Regions from separate parts of the Mus musculus genome. Here all the other regions are linked to region 2. A link is a contact called in public HiChIP or PLAC-seq and promoter capture Hi-C data. All regions are on one chromosome and are shown on one strand. The core of a region is the stretch at or near the end of the contact, and the rest is flanking DNA. Distances in the headings are between cores, read along the strand shown. Region 1 has its middle 12 kb from the start of Pik3r3. Region 2 holds the start of Ipp (IAP promoted placental gene). Region 3 holds the start of Rad54l (RAD54 like (S. cerevisiae)). Region 4 holds the start of Toe1 (target of EGR1, member 1 (nuclear)).

The links. HiChIP or PLAC-seq counts read pairs in DNA pulled down with a chosen protein or histone mark. Capture Hi-C pulls out chosen DNA fragments and counts their contacts.
Region 1: an H3K27ac HiChIP or PLAC-seq map of embryonic stem cells shows a contact between it and region 2, with 6 read pairs. The contact joins the enhancer-like site here to the promoter of Ipp in region 2. A contact is called at or near these places in 1 of 484 Hi-C or Micro-C datasets (CD4 T cells), 5 of 115 datasets of contacts at active chromatin or transcription factors (bone marrow-derived macrophages, differentiating embryonic stem cells, embryonic hindbrain and 2 more) and 3 of 9 other capture datasets (adipose tissue, macrophages and pancreatic islet).
Region 3: a promoter capture Hi-C map of adipose tissue shows a contact between it and region 2. The contact joins the promoter of Rad54l here to the promoter of Ipp in region 2. A contact is called at or near these places in 8 of 39 promoter capture datasets (the C10 cell line, the HPC-7 cell line, cranial neural crest and 4 more), 1 of 15 datasets of contacts at CTCF or cohesin (the NIH/3T3 cell line), 2 of 484 Hi-C or Micro-C datasets (B cells and palatal mesenchyme), 6 of 115 datasets of contacts at active chromatin or transcription factors (the 230-238 cell line, bone marrow-derived macrophages, embryonic basal ganglia and 2 more) and 3 of 9 other capture datasets (adipose tissue, embryonic stem cells and macrophages).
Region 4: a promoter capture Hi-C map of adipose tissue shows a contact between it and region 2. The contact joins the promoter of Toe1 here to the promoter of Ipp in region 2. A contact is called at or near these places in 3 of 484 Hi-C or Micro-C datasets (CD4 T cells, CD8 T cells and the G1E-ER4 cell line), 1 of 115 datasets of contacts at active chromatin or transcription factors (pancreatic cancer cells) and 2 of 9 other capture datasets (adipose tissue and pancreatic islet).

What each region holds. Positions count from the first base shown.
Region 1 is chr4:116,208,099-116,210,798 of GRCm38.p6, reverse strand. No RefSeq gene overlaps it. Among named protein-coding and RNA genes, the nearest start is that of Pik3r3, 12 kb to the left of the region's middle. Within about 2 kb of position 1,333, at least 24 of the 459 cell types and tissues checked have an H3K27ac peak or open chromatin away from gene starts, as enhancers often do. A contact at or near this core is called in embryonic stem cells, where this site is marked.
Region 2 is chr4:116,506,246-116,508,945 of GRCm38.p6, reverse strand. Ipp (IAP promoted placental gene) reads right to left here and starts at 1,397. Exons shown (of 9, transcript NM_008389.3): 1 at 1,296-1,397.
Region 3 is chr4:116,122,260-116,125,066 of GRCm38.p6, reverse strand. It overlaps Rad54l (RAD54 like (S. cerevisiae)), which reads left to right and starts at 1,378. Exons shown (of 18, transcript NM_009015.3): 1 at 1,378-2,005; 2 at 2,085-2,171. The coding sequence starts at 2,003. 2510003B16Rik (RIKEN cDNA 2510003B16 gene) reads right to left here and starts at 1,227. Exons shown (of 3, transcript NR_131048.1): 1 at 951-1,227.
Region 4 is chr4:116,806,145-116,808,898 of GRCm38.p6, reverse strand. Toe1 (target of EGR1, member 1 (nuclear)) reads left to right here and starts at 1,340. Exons shown (of 8, transcript NM_026654.2): 1 at 1,340-1,431; 2 at 2,140-2,282; 3 at 2,373-2,413; 4 at 2,544-2,640. The coding sequence starts at 1,380. Mutyh (mutY DNA glycosylase) reads right to left here and starts at 1,165. Exons shown (of 16, transcript NM_133250.2): 1 at 1,128-1,165.

The DNA of each region.
Region 1 (2,700 bases), core at 84-2,583, 300 kb after region 2:
TTCACTGCAGGCTTTATTCCCCAACCACAACTGAAACACATCCCTTGGATTAAGTCTTCTTTTCCAAGACAATAGAGGAATTGAGCCCAGAATCCTAGCTTGATATGGGGCTTTGTGGTTGCTGTTTCTGCAGTGTTTGCCTAGGACCCTGCAAATAAGAACCAGGCAGTACCCATCTCACCCGTGAATTGCTTCAGTTCTGAAACGCTTAACTCAATAACAGACCACTAAGACTTCTCTGTTTTGTTTGTTTTTTTTTTTTTCTTCTCTTTTTCTGACCAAGTCATATATTGAGGAAAATGATTATACCCTAGTACCACTTCAGCCAGTTCTATCTAACAATCTGTGTATACGCCTTAAGCCCAGAAGCTCTAAATATGGCCTTAGTTGAAAAAGAAGTCTTCAAAGGTGTAAGTAAAAATCTTGCAAGGAGATTGTCATAGGTTCAAGGTGAATTATCGATCCAGTGACAAATGTCCTTGTGACAAATGGGAAGAAGTAGATCTGAGACACAGCCATACACAGAAAGCTGTTTGAAGACAGTGGCAGGGGTCAGAGCAATACCTTTACAAGCCAGAAAGCACCAAGAATTACATGGCAACCCCCAGAATCTAGGAGAAGACATGCATTCTCTCTCAGAGTCTCCAGAAAGTCCTAACTAGTCCTGCCTACATCTTGGCTTTGAACCTTTGGACTTTAGCCCTCCAGTATTATGAAAGAATAAGTTTCTATTGTTTTAAGCCAGCCAGTTGTGGTAAGACACTATCGCAATCCTAGAGAAGTAATACCACAAATACCAGGCCGTCTTCTTCTTCTATATATTTTTTTAATGTTTAGAGACAAACTCTTATGCTGGAGCCCAAGCTGTCTGGCCCTCGGACTCGACTCACTGTAGTCTTCATATGTCAGCCTTCCAAGTGTTGGGACTAGAAGGGTAAACCATCATACTCCGTTCCATAATTTTTAAAATATTTTCCCATTTAGTTCATTTGTTTATTTTTAAATGGTGTCATGCTCTGGGACTGCTAGTGCACACCTTTAATCCCATTACTAAAGCGGATGGATCTCTGTGAGATCTAGTCAAGTTCTACACAGTGAGACCCTTGGGGGTAAGAGGGGTACACTTTTATAATTTTTTATAAGAAAATAAGTGAGGATGTTTTCATATATTTTCTTCTATGTATCTGAATGATTCGTTCATTTCAAGGACCCTCCAGTCTAGATCAGGTAGCCCAAAGAGTATCGCTTATGGATTATGGCCTGACACTGAATGAAGATCATGTCCTAGGCTGGTGAGTCTATTATCCCATTGTAGTGATGCCTTCAACATGAAATCTCCTTCCTTAACTTGCACAGGACTTTGCTCCTTGTCATAGGTGACCCCACCCAGGCCAAGTTAATTAGTTTTCCTTTCATAAATATTTTGAAATAGTACTCCCCCACCCAAATTAGACTTTTAAAGGATTGGACTTGACAAAGTATCAACCTCTGGAGCTGGCTATGGGTACTGTTCACCCTAACACTGAATTTCAAAGGAAACTACTCTTAAGGAAACCAAAGAAGGCAGGGCCTGGTGGAACTACCTACATTTCCAGACATAGAGATCACAAGGTCAAGGACTTTCTGAGCTACAGAGTGAATTCGGGGCTAGCCTTGTCCAGTGAAAGCCTGTCTCAAAACAAAAAAGTAAAAAGAAGGCTAGGAGGCAAGATCTTTAGGAGTTCAGGATCAACCTGGACTACATAGAGAGTTCCAGACCAGCCAGGATACATAGCATGACCCTGCCTCAAAAAGAGGGGGGCAGGGAGGGAGGAGGTCTGAGGATATGTAGAAGAATTTCACAACCAAAGACCTTCTAGGTCTGTGTGATCTGGCTGGAATGCAGACACACCTTTAGTACACACCTTTAATCCCAAACAATGAAGGTAAAGTTTAGTTTGTAGAAGGAAGCACCCATGTTTGAAAGTGATGTCTAATTGAGTGGTAGACAAAATGTTGAAGCAGAGAAAGATTTGATAGAATTAATATATACTCAACTCCCAGGAAAACAAGAGAAAAAAAGAAGCTACATAGCAGTGCAGAGAGAGGGAGGAGAAAGGGCAATCTTACTAGGACAGTTGTACAGAGACAGGTTACAGAGAGAGAACAACTAGACACAGGTGAAGACAGAAGGAGCCAGAGAATGAAGAGTCAGAAGTTTAGCAGATGGCTAGAGGCAGAGCTAAGAGAAGCCAGAGTGAATCAATCTTAGAGGTGAGTTTGAGCTAGAACAGCTGAGTTAAATCAGCTAGCCAGTGATCAGAAAGAGTAAGAAAGGGTGGGCTAATTCAACAGCAAGTCTCAGAGGCTGAAAACATGCTAGGCCAAGATTAGGTTCTATGGCGGCTTCTGAAACTAGGCCTAGGCTAGCAGTAAGCCTCTGAGATGACAATTACATCAGGCAAGTAAGTAAAAGATACTTTTACAAGGATAGAGTTGTATGACAGAGTGCTTATCTAACATGCATAAGACCCTAGGTTCAACCCCAGTGTTGAAGATGGAAGGAAGGAAGGAAGGAAGGAAGGAAGGAAGGAAGGAAGGAAATCATATGAATAGAATAGAGTTAAAAGACTGAATGAATACATGGAGTAACCAGTTTCTTGAGTTTCTTTGATTTGAATATGGCTGATTCTTCAAAGTTCTCCTGCTGGAACCCATCAT
Region 2 (2,700 bases), core at 148-2,647:
CGATGAAGCAGAGGAAATGTAAAATGATTAAGGTTTTGTAATTCAGGCACCAAAGAAAACCAGTAATCAAAATGACAGAACTGTTGTAAGCTGATATTTTTAAAAAATTCAGTATATAGCATTCAGTCAAAATTATCAGTAAAAATGATCTGAAGGTGGGTGTGGTGGTGCAGAGGCAGGCAGATCTCTTAGCTCCAAGCCAGCCAAGACTGCATAGTAAGACCTTGTCATAATAATAATCTGATAATCATGACTATATAGACACTAATTTTGGGAGTTTTAAAGGAAGCCGCTAAAATTTACTTCAGCATGCACACAATGCATCTTACAAACAAGTGGCACATAAATACAATCTATTTCCCTCTATGTGGAAATTCGACCTATAGATGTTATTATACATGGCGTGGCTGTCAGACTTGTTGCTGCTCTGTATTCTCCCTGGCAGCAGATTCTGAACCCTCGCGGTGTGATTCTAGGCTACCTCCATTTCTCTCTTACTCAAGGTATTAAAGCACAGCCACAAGTCAAATGCCTCCTGTTACAACAAACAATTCACTTAATATTCACTTTGACAGTAGAGAGCCAGAATGTTTGTTGTCATCCTTCTCAGTAAATGTTGATGGCATTCCACTGCCAGTGGAGCACCTCATCCTAAACTGTGGCTTGGGAAATGCTTGTTCGTACAAACATGAAAAGTGAAGACCTGGGATTAGTGCATAGGGAGCTAAGAACTATGCTTCCATACAGTTTACTGGCTAACGATGGAGATAATCGGAGGGACTAAAGAGGACCTATGCTTTGATGGCCTGGATTTCCCGCTGAAGAGCATCTGAAAGTTAATTCAGTTAGAGGGCCAGAGCTCCAGCTGAGCATCAAAACAACTGAGACTCTTTGTGCTTGAGTTGGAGGCTGTAACTAGAACTCTGCCTAAACTGGTAGACACTAGAGGAAGAAAACCAACTCTGTGCTACTGACAGCGCGAGCCGGTAAGGAATTTCAGACTGGAGCCGGTAAGGAATTTCAGACTGGAGCCGGCAGAAGTCAGGGACAGGGTCCGGCCTTCGGTTTCCCCAGTGGGTGCTGGGAGAGCAGAGGCCAAGGCGCCGTGAGACTGGGAAGCTCCGGGACGCTAAAAACACACGGACGGTCAGAGCGCCTCCGGAGGCGACAGGACGAAAGCGGAGGAACGGTGCGTTCCAAAGCTCCAATCACTCGCTCTTCCCGGTCTGGAGAGCTGGACATGAGGAAGTTCCCAACCCTGTGAGAAACACAGACCGCACGCAGGCCTCGCTTACCCGCCGCGTCCCTTCCCGCCGGCGCCCTCCGGTGCTCTGCGCGCGCAGGCAGGCAGCGGAGGGGGCGGGGACAGTCTTTGGTGACAGGTGACTGCGAGTGCTGAAGGCGCAGCTTCGGCGCTGATGCGGGAACCTTCTACTGCGCGTGCTCCGCTTCTGGCCCCGCCTCCTCACAGCCACCGGCGTCGCTGGGTAAACCTGGGTAGCCGCTTGCTGGCCGCGGAGGCAGGTTCTTAAAAACCTCTCCCCTGCCTTGGGCTAGTGGACTTCCCTATTCCGCTCCATGCACATCTTCAATTCTTCAAGTGTCCCAGGCCAGGTACTGATCTCAGCGTCGAGGAAAATCACGTGCACCGTGCTTCTCTACCACCTTCCTTAGATCATTTCCTGAACCTCAATTTTGATACACTCCTGCCTACTTTGAAGTCAAGAATCAAAATGCCCACTTCTTTTTCAGTGTAGAGCATCATAATGTGTCCTGGTGCATTAGCAACGTCCAAACTTTTTTATAGTCTCCCCGCCCCACCCCAGGGTTTTCCGTGTAGGCCTAGCTGTCCTACAACTCACTCTGTAGACCAGGCTGGCCTCGAATTTAGAGATACACCTGCCGCTGCTTCCCAATTCTGGGATTAAAGGTGTGCACCACCATGCCCGACTGAGATTTTATTTTTTAAATGTGTGCCTCTAACCATAGGTTTGTATATGTAAAGGCTGTGCCCATGAAGGTCAGAAGATGGTGGTAGTTCCCCCTGATGCTGGAATTACAGGCTGGGAACAGCTCAGGTCCTCCTTGAGGGAAGTGGACTCTTTGCCAGGAGTTGTGGTGCACATCTATCATCCCAGCACTGGGAAGGCAGAGACAGGAGGATTTCTGTTGTGTACCTGGCCAGTCCAGTCTACTTAGTGAATTTCAGGATAGCTGGGGCTATGTAGAGAGACCCTTTCTCAAAAATAACAAGTAGTGTGCTCTCTTAGCCACATCATCTCTCCAACCCTCAAACTTTATGTTCCTGACCCATAGTGTACAAAAATATTTTACATCAAACACATACCATGTATTTGCATATTCAGATGTATAGCTAAGACAAAAATTTCACAAGACTATGCTTACATTTACTCCACATCTTCAATTTCTACTTTACATTTCATTATGAAAAGTGCAAAAAAAAATCTGCAAAAAGTGGCAGAAATTTAGAAAAGAGTAAAAGGAATTACTGGACCCCTGTCTGGTGCAAGGCTCAGCAATCACTGACCAATACTGGAAGGCTAGTTCCATGAAGATTTTCTATTGACTAAGCTATTTTATGGTGGAAGAAAAAAAAGAGAGATGGCTCAAACGATTAAGAGCACTGGCTGCTCTTCTAGAGGAACTGGGTTAGTTCTCAGCAACTACACGGCAGCTCAC
Region 3 (2,807 bases), core at 129-2,628, 380 kb after region 2:
TTAGGTGACACATGCTTTTATCCACATCCACACATCCCTTATACCCCCCATTTTGAGACAGATTTTGACTATACAGCCCAGGCTGACCTCATAGTCATGGCAAAGAAGTTAACTGTTCTTTTTGTGTATGTGATTTTGTTTTTCATTAAGTTGCTCACAGCCTTCTTGTCTCCCAGCAAGATATTCCTATGGAAATTAAAATTTCTTCGGTTCATTGTTCCCAAAAGCCAAGGAAAGGACATAAGTATCTCTTTAGTATATCCTCATTTCTGCTAGGCGGGCTGGGGATGACAGAGGGTCATAAGTTTAAAGATAACCGGGTTACACAGCAAGACCTTGTCTCAAATAACAACAAACCTCAGCAGTGACCGCCTCACGAAGTTCTACCACTATGCTATATTCCTAGTGCCCCCAAGACACCACACACACACACACACACACACACACACACACACACACACACGACAAAATGGGGACAATAAACCTTATCTGAGGATAGTAAATGATTTATAATAGCTAAGGAGATCCTTTTAAGTAGATAGTGATTAAGTGTAATGGGCATGCTATTTTGATTAGTGAGCACTTAGGTAATACATGGGGGCTATGTTAAATACTTTGAACACTTTTTTTTTTTCCCGTTCTTGGAGGGTCTTTCTACAGAGCTGTCGCTGTCCTGGAACTCATTATGAAGACCAGGCTAGTCTCACAGAGATCTGCTTGCCTATGCCTAGTGAGTACTATAATTAAAGGCCTGCGCTACCAGGCGCAGCTACTTTGTTCACTTTAATTAGACCCTGTGAATAATCCCTTAGGAGAGGTACTATAATAATATCACTTAAAGGAAAAACGGATTTTTAGAGAATGGGTGACTATGCCCCAGGAAAAGACAGCTAGCTTATTTCAAGACATCTCAGACCAATTGGCAGTGCAGCACCAACACCTCCGCTCACCTTTTGACTGGCCACTGGCCTTGCCTGCTTCCAGCTCAGATTTCTGCTCCAGGTCTGGCACAATAAAGAGCCTGAATCAAATTCCCAAAAATGTGCTGCCTTTTGAAATCTATTCCAGTAGCAACTCCTCCGCACAGTACTTCGGTGCAAAACATCTATTTGGTTCAGCTGCTTCGGCCAAAGGCAGGAGCCAGGAAGAGGGACCGTTGGCAAGTAAGAATTCTGGCACCTGCCTGTTGCTGCCACCAGGATAAGCCACAGCTCCTAGTGGTCTGTTGAGCCTCTGGGCGGAAATCCAAGACCCTTATTAGCCTCAGCCCTAGGCCCGCCCCTTCCTTTAGGCCGGATCGTCGAGCGTCAAGTTCACTGAACGCAGCCAATAGGGGACTGTGGTGGCAGAGTGGCGGGAGGTTCGATTGACACTGCCTGGAGGCTCTTAACGCGCGCTTTGGGAAGAGGAAGAATAAGGGGAAAGATACCGGAGTCGCTCTTTGCCTCTCTTCAGCTTCTAAGATTCTCCTCCTCCCAACCTGGATTTTTAACTGGTCCTTCCTGGGTTCCTGTTTAACTTCCCACAAGGCGTTCCTAGGTCTCTGCTTGCCTTCCTCACACTGAGGTTTGATGTCGGTCCAGCTCTGGTAAATTCTATCCCTCTCCTAAGAATTCAGGCGTCTCGCCTTCGTACTTAAGACTGTACTTTTTCGTAGGTGTTACTCTCAGGGAAGCAGCCCAGCTAGGGACGTTATTCCAACTCCACTTTGCTCATCTGCAACTTCAATCTGTCTTCTTTCCCATCCTAGATTTAGACCCAGCTCCGCTTGGACTTGGCTTTGGATATTTTGACCTTGAGGAACTTGGGGACCGACATTCCTGGTTTGGACCCAAGCCTCATCCTCTGATTGCATCCCCTCCCCTCATACCGACTCTTAAGACAATATTTTCAATGATATAGCAACTTCCTTTTATAGCATCCCCTGGTCCTGCATTCTCTGTTGCTGAGTGCTTTTAACTTCGCTGATGGGCACTTGACATTTGATGCTTCTGGGGCCAGGATGGTAAGTGTGACCTTAAGCTGACTTAAGGGGCCTGGCTGCAGGATCACTGCAGGAACTCACTTTCTGTTCTCCCTTGCAGAGGAGGAGCTTAGCTCCCAGCCAGTTGGCTAGGAGGAAACCAGAAGACAGATCATCAGATGATGAAGACTGGCAGCCTGGGACAGTAGTGAGTGTTTAGGGGAATAAGGAAAATGAGGTTCATAGTCATCTTGAGAAAGTACCTTTCATACATTTTTGAAGCTTTTTTTTTTTTTTTTTTTTTTTTTGAGATGAGCTTCTCACCAGGTCTGTAGACTATGGTCTGTCTCCCAAATGCAGTGTGTGGTCGTAGGCATGTGCCAGGCACACCTGGCACTTAAGGTTTTTTTTTTGAAACAGTGTTTCTCTGTGTAGCCCTGGCTGTTCTGGAACTCTGTTTGTAGACCAGGCTGGCCTTGAACTCACACAGAGGTTCCCTTGCCTCTGCTACCCAGTGTTGAAAGTGAAGGTGTTTGCCACTACTGCCCCGCGTAAGTAAATTTTAATGAAAATTTACAGTATACTAAGCATTGGAGAAGATTAATAAAATTGTTATCCTTGGGGCTGGAGAGATGACTCAGTGGTTAAGAGCACTGACTGCTCTTACAAAGGTCCTGAGTTCAAATCCCAGCAACCACATGGTGGCTCACAACCATCTGTAATGAGATCTGATGCCCTCTTCTGGAGTGTCTGAAGACAGCTACAGTGTACTTACATATAATAAATAAATAAATCTTAAAAAAATTGTTATCCTCCAGGTAGGTTCACTAGAAATTAATACAGT
Region 4 (2,754 bases), core at 91-2,590, 300 kb before region 2:
GAGATCTGTGTTGGAGGGTGGGATCCGACTGCACTCACACACACGGACCCACGCAGAAATCATACACGGAATTAAAAATAGTAACAAACCTTTTTTGTTTTTGTTTTTTGGAGACGGGTTTCTCTGTGTAGTTCTGGCTGTCCTGGAACTCACTTTGTAGACCAGGCTGGCCTCGAACTCAGAAACCCACCTAATCCGCCTGCCTCTGCCTCCCAAAGTGCTGGGGCTAAAGGCGTGCGCCACCATCGCCCACTACAAATCTTTTTTAAAAAGTCAAACTAGCCGGGCGTGGTGGCGCACGCCTTTAATCCCAGCACTCAGGAGGCAGAGGCAGGTGGATTTCTGAGTTTGAGGCCAGCCTGGTCTACAAAGTGAGTTCCAGGACAGCCAGGACTATACAGAGAAACCCTGTCTCGAAAAACCAAAAAAAAAAAAAAAAAAAAAAGTCAAACTAGAGTGGTTGTGCACACCTATAACCCAGCACTCCAGGTGTGGAGATTGCTTTTTGTTTTGTTTTATAGAGACGAGAGTTTCTCTGTGCAGCCCTGGAGCTCACTCAGTACACCAGGCTGGCCTTGAACTCAGAGATCCGCCTGCCTCTGCCTCCTGAAGGATGAGATTATTGTCAGGCACCATCCCACCCAGCCTGAATTTTTAAAGATAAGTTTGAAGCCTTTTATCTTTTAAGATAAGGAGAAATCTAGGTCGGTGGAGCTAGAGAACACTTCCTAGGATGGGACTGAATTCCGACATTGTTACCACCTACAGGTCAAATTAAGACCTACCAAAACCTTAACTCAAGTGCACATTAATACTTGGGTGAATTATCTTTAAAACGTTCCTGGTCATTTTACCACTTATCTACCTGTGTCCTGTAGAACGCTTCCCTCTCACTTCCTTATCTTTCTGGACTTGTGTCCATGCTCAGGACCCCTTTACTCGGCCGTGCACCCCTCTCTCCCGAACTCCTAGGCTTGCTTTAGCTCAGCGCAGGAGGCATTCTTTCCCCAACCCAGCGCCGAGAAGCCTGCGCTGCCCATGCCAACCCTGAGTTTGTGTAAGTGAAACGATCGGCTGTAATTTTAAGATTCCACGTTCCCGCCACCACAAATGAAAGCACAGATTACCTCCTGCGCAGTCTCCGACCGGCCGCTCCCAAGAAACCCCGAAGGGGGCGTGGCTTCGGTCAGTAGGACCGTCCAGCCAATAGACACTCAGCGCGCGCAAGGCCCACGCTCCGCACCCCGCCCGACCACTCGGAACGGAAGTTGACCCTACGGGACCCAGACGCCGAGACCCCGCCCCATCCTAGATCCGTGTCGCTTCTGGAGACGAAGCGGAAGTCTCTGCGTACCTCCAGAAGGCTGGCGAGGGGCGTCATGGCCGCGGACAGTGACGATGATGTGCCTCCAGTTCCAACGCCCTCTGACGGTGAGCGGCTCCCCAGGGATGGCCACAGAAGCCTAAGGGGTCCTGGGGAGGGAAAAGCCTCGGCCCGGTAGCTCGGAGACAGGCCTGTAGTTCTTCTTGCCTCAGCTATCTTAGACTACAACTCCCAGTGTGCAGCGCGTGCAACTGCAAAACCCGAACTGTTGTAGAGTGGAGCAGTGAGGTGGGATGGGTGGTGTGTTTTGGACGGAGCCGGTGGTTGTCAGTCGGTAATACCAGAGTGCGTAGTCGTCCACAGTAAGTGGAGCTTGGGTTTAACTTTGGAGCACTCCGGTAGCTGTTGAGGCATCATGTATATGTGGCTTTATGGGATCGGTTTGTGTTTGAGATAGGAGCATGCTCTGTAGGCTAGCCTTGAACTCGTGGTCCTTCAGCCTAATGCTCCCTAGTCCTGGGATTACAGGCTGGAGGATAAAGAATCCTCAAAGGTTATCTAGTCCACTTTTCTCCTGATCATGATGCAAAAAAGAAATGATTTCCCAGTCCCACATAAAGGCACTAAAAGACACAGATGCCCTTTTTCCAAATTTAGGGCACTGCCCATTTCAGAGCTTGTGTTTAGAGCTGGTAGATGTAAAATCTTTAAGTGAAAGCTTGTCAGTGGGCACCCCTTTGCCCACATCTAGCTTGGTGTTTGCTCCACAGGGACCTTGTGAAACCATCTAAATCCATCAACGCCCTTATCCCCAGGTGGTGTCAACAAAAACACACAACCTGCAGAGGAGTTTGTGGTTCGGGTTCCTGTGGTAGACGTGCAGAGTGACAACTTCAAGGAGATATGGCCATCACTCTTGCTAGCCTTAAAGACAGCTAGCTTTGTGGCTGTGGACACGGTGAGGAGTGGGAGGAAGGGAGGGCAGGTGGCTGTGAAGTGTTTGGTGATGGGTGTGGAAAATAACCACACTTCCTTTACCCACCCATAGGAGCTGAGTGGGCTCGGGGATAGGAAGAGTTTGCTGAACCAGTAAGTATAAGCCTTGCCTGTGATCCCAGCTCTAACAAATATGTAGGTCTCAACCCAGAAGCTAGGGACTGCCAGCCCTGGTAGTTTGGGTTCTTTGTGAAACTAACTCATGCCCAAACCCAACTCTAAGGTGCATTGAGGAACGTTACAAGGCCGTGTGTCATGCTGCCAGGACCCGTTCTGTCCTGTCCCTGGGCCTCGCCTGCTTCAGGCAGCAACCAGATAAGGTAGGAATTACCTTCATCCCAGGTCTGAGGGAGGCATGGGGCCTGAGAGTTGAGATCTTAATGGTGGAAATTTTTCCTCCCAGTTTTTGGTAAAGTAGATCCTCATGTTTTTCA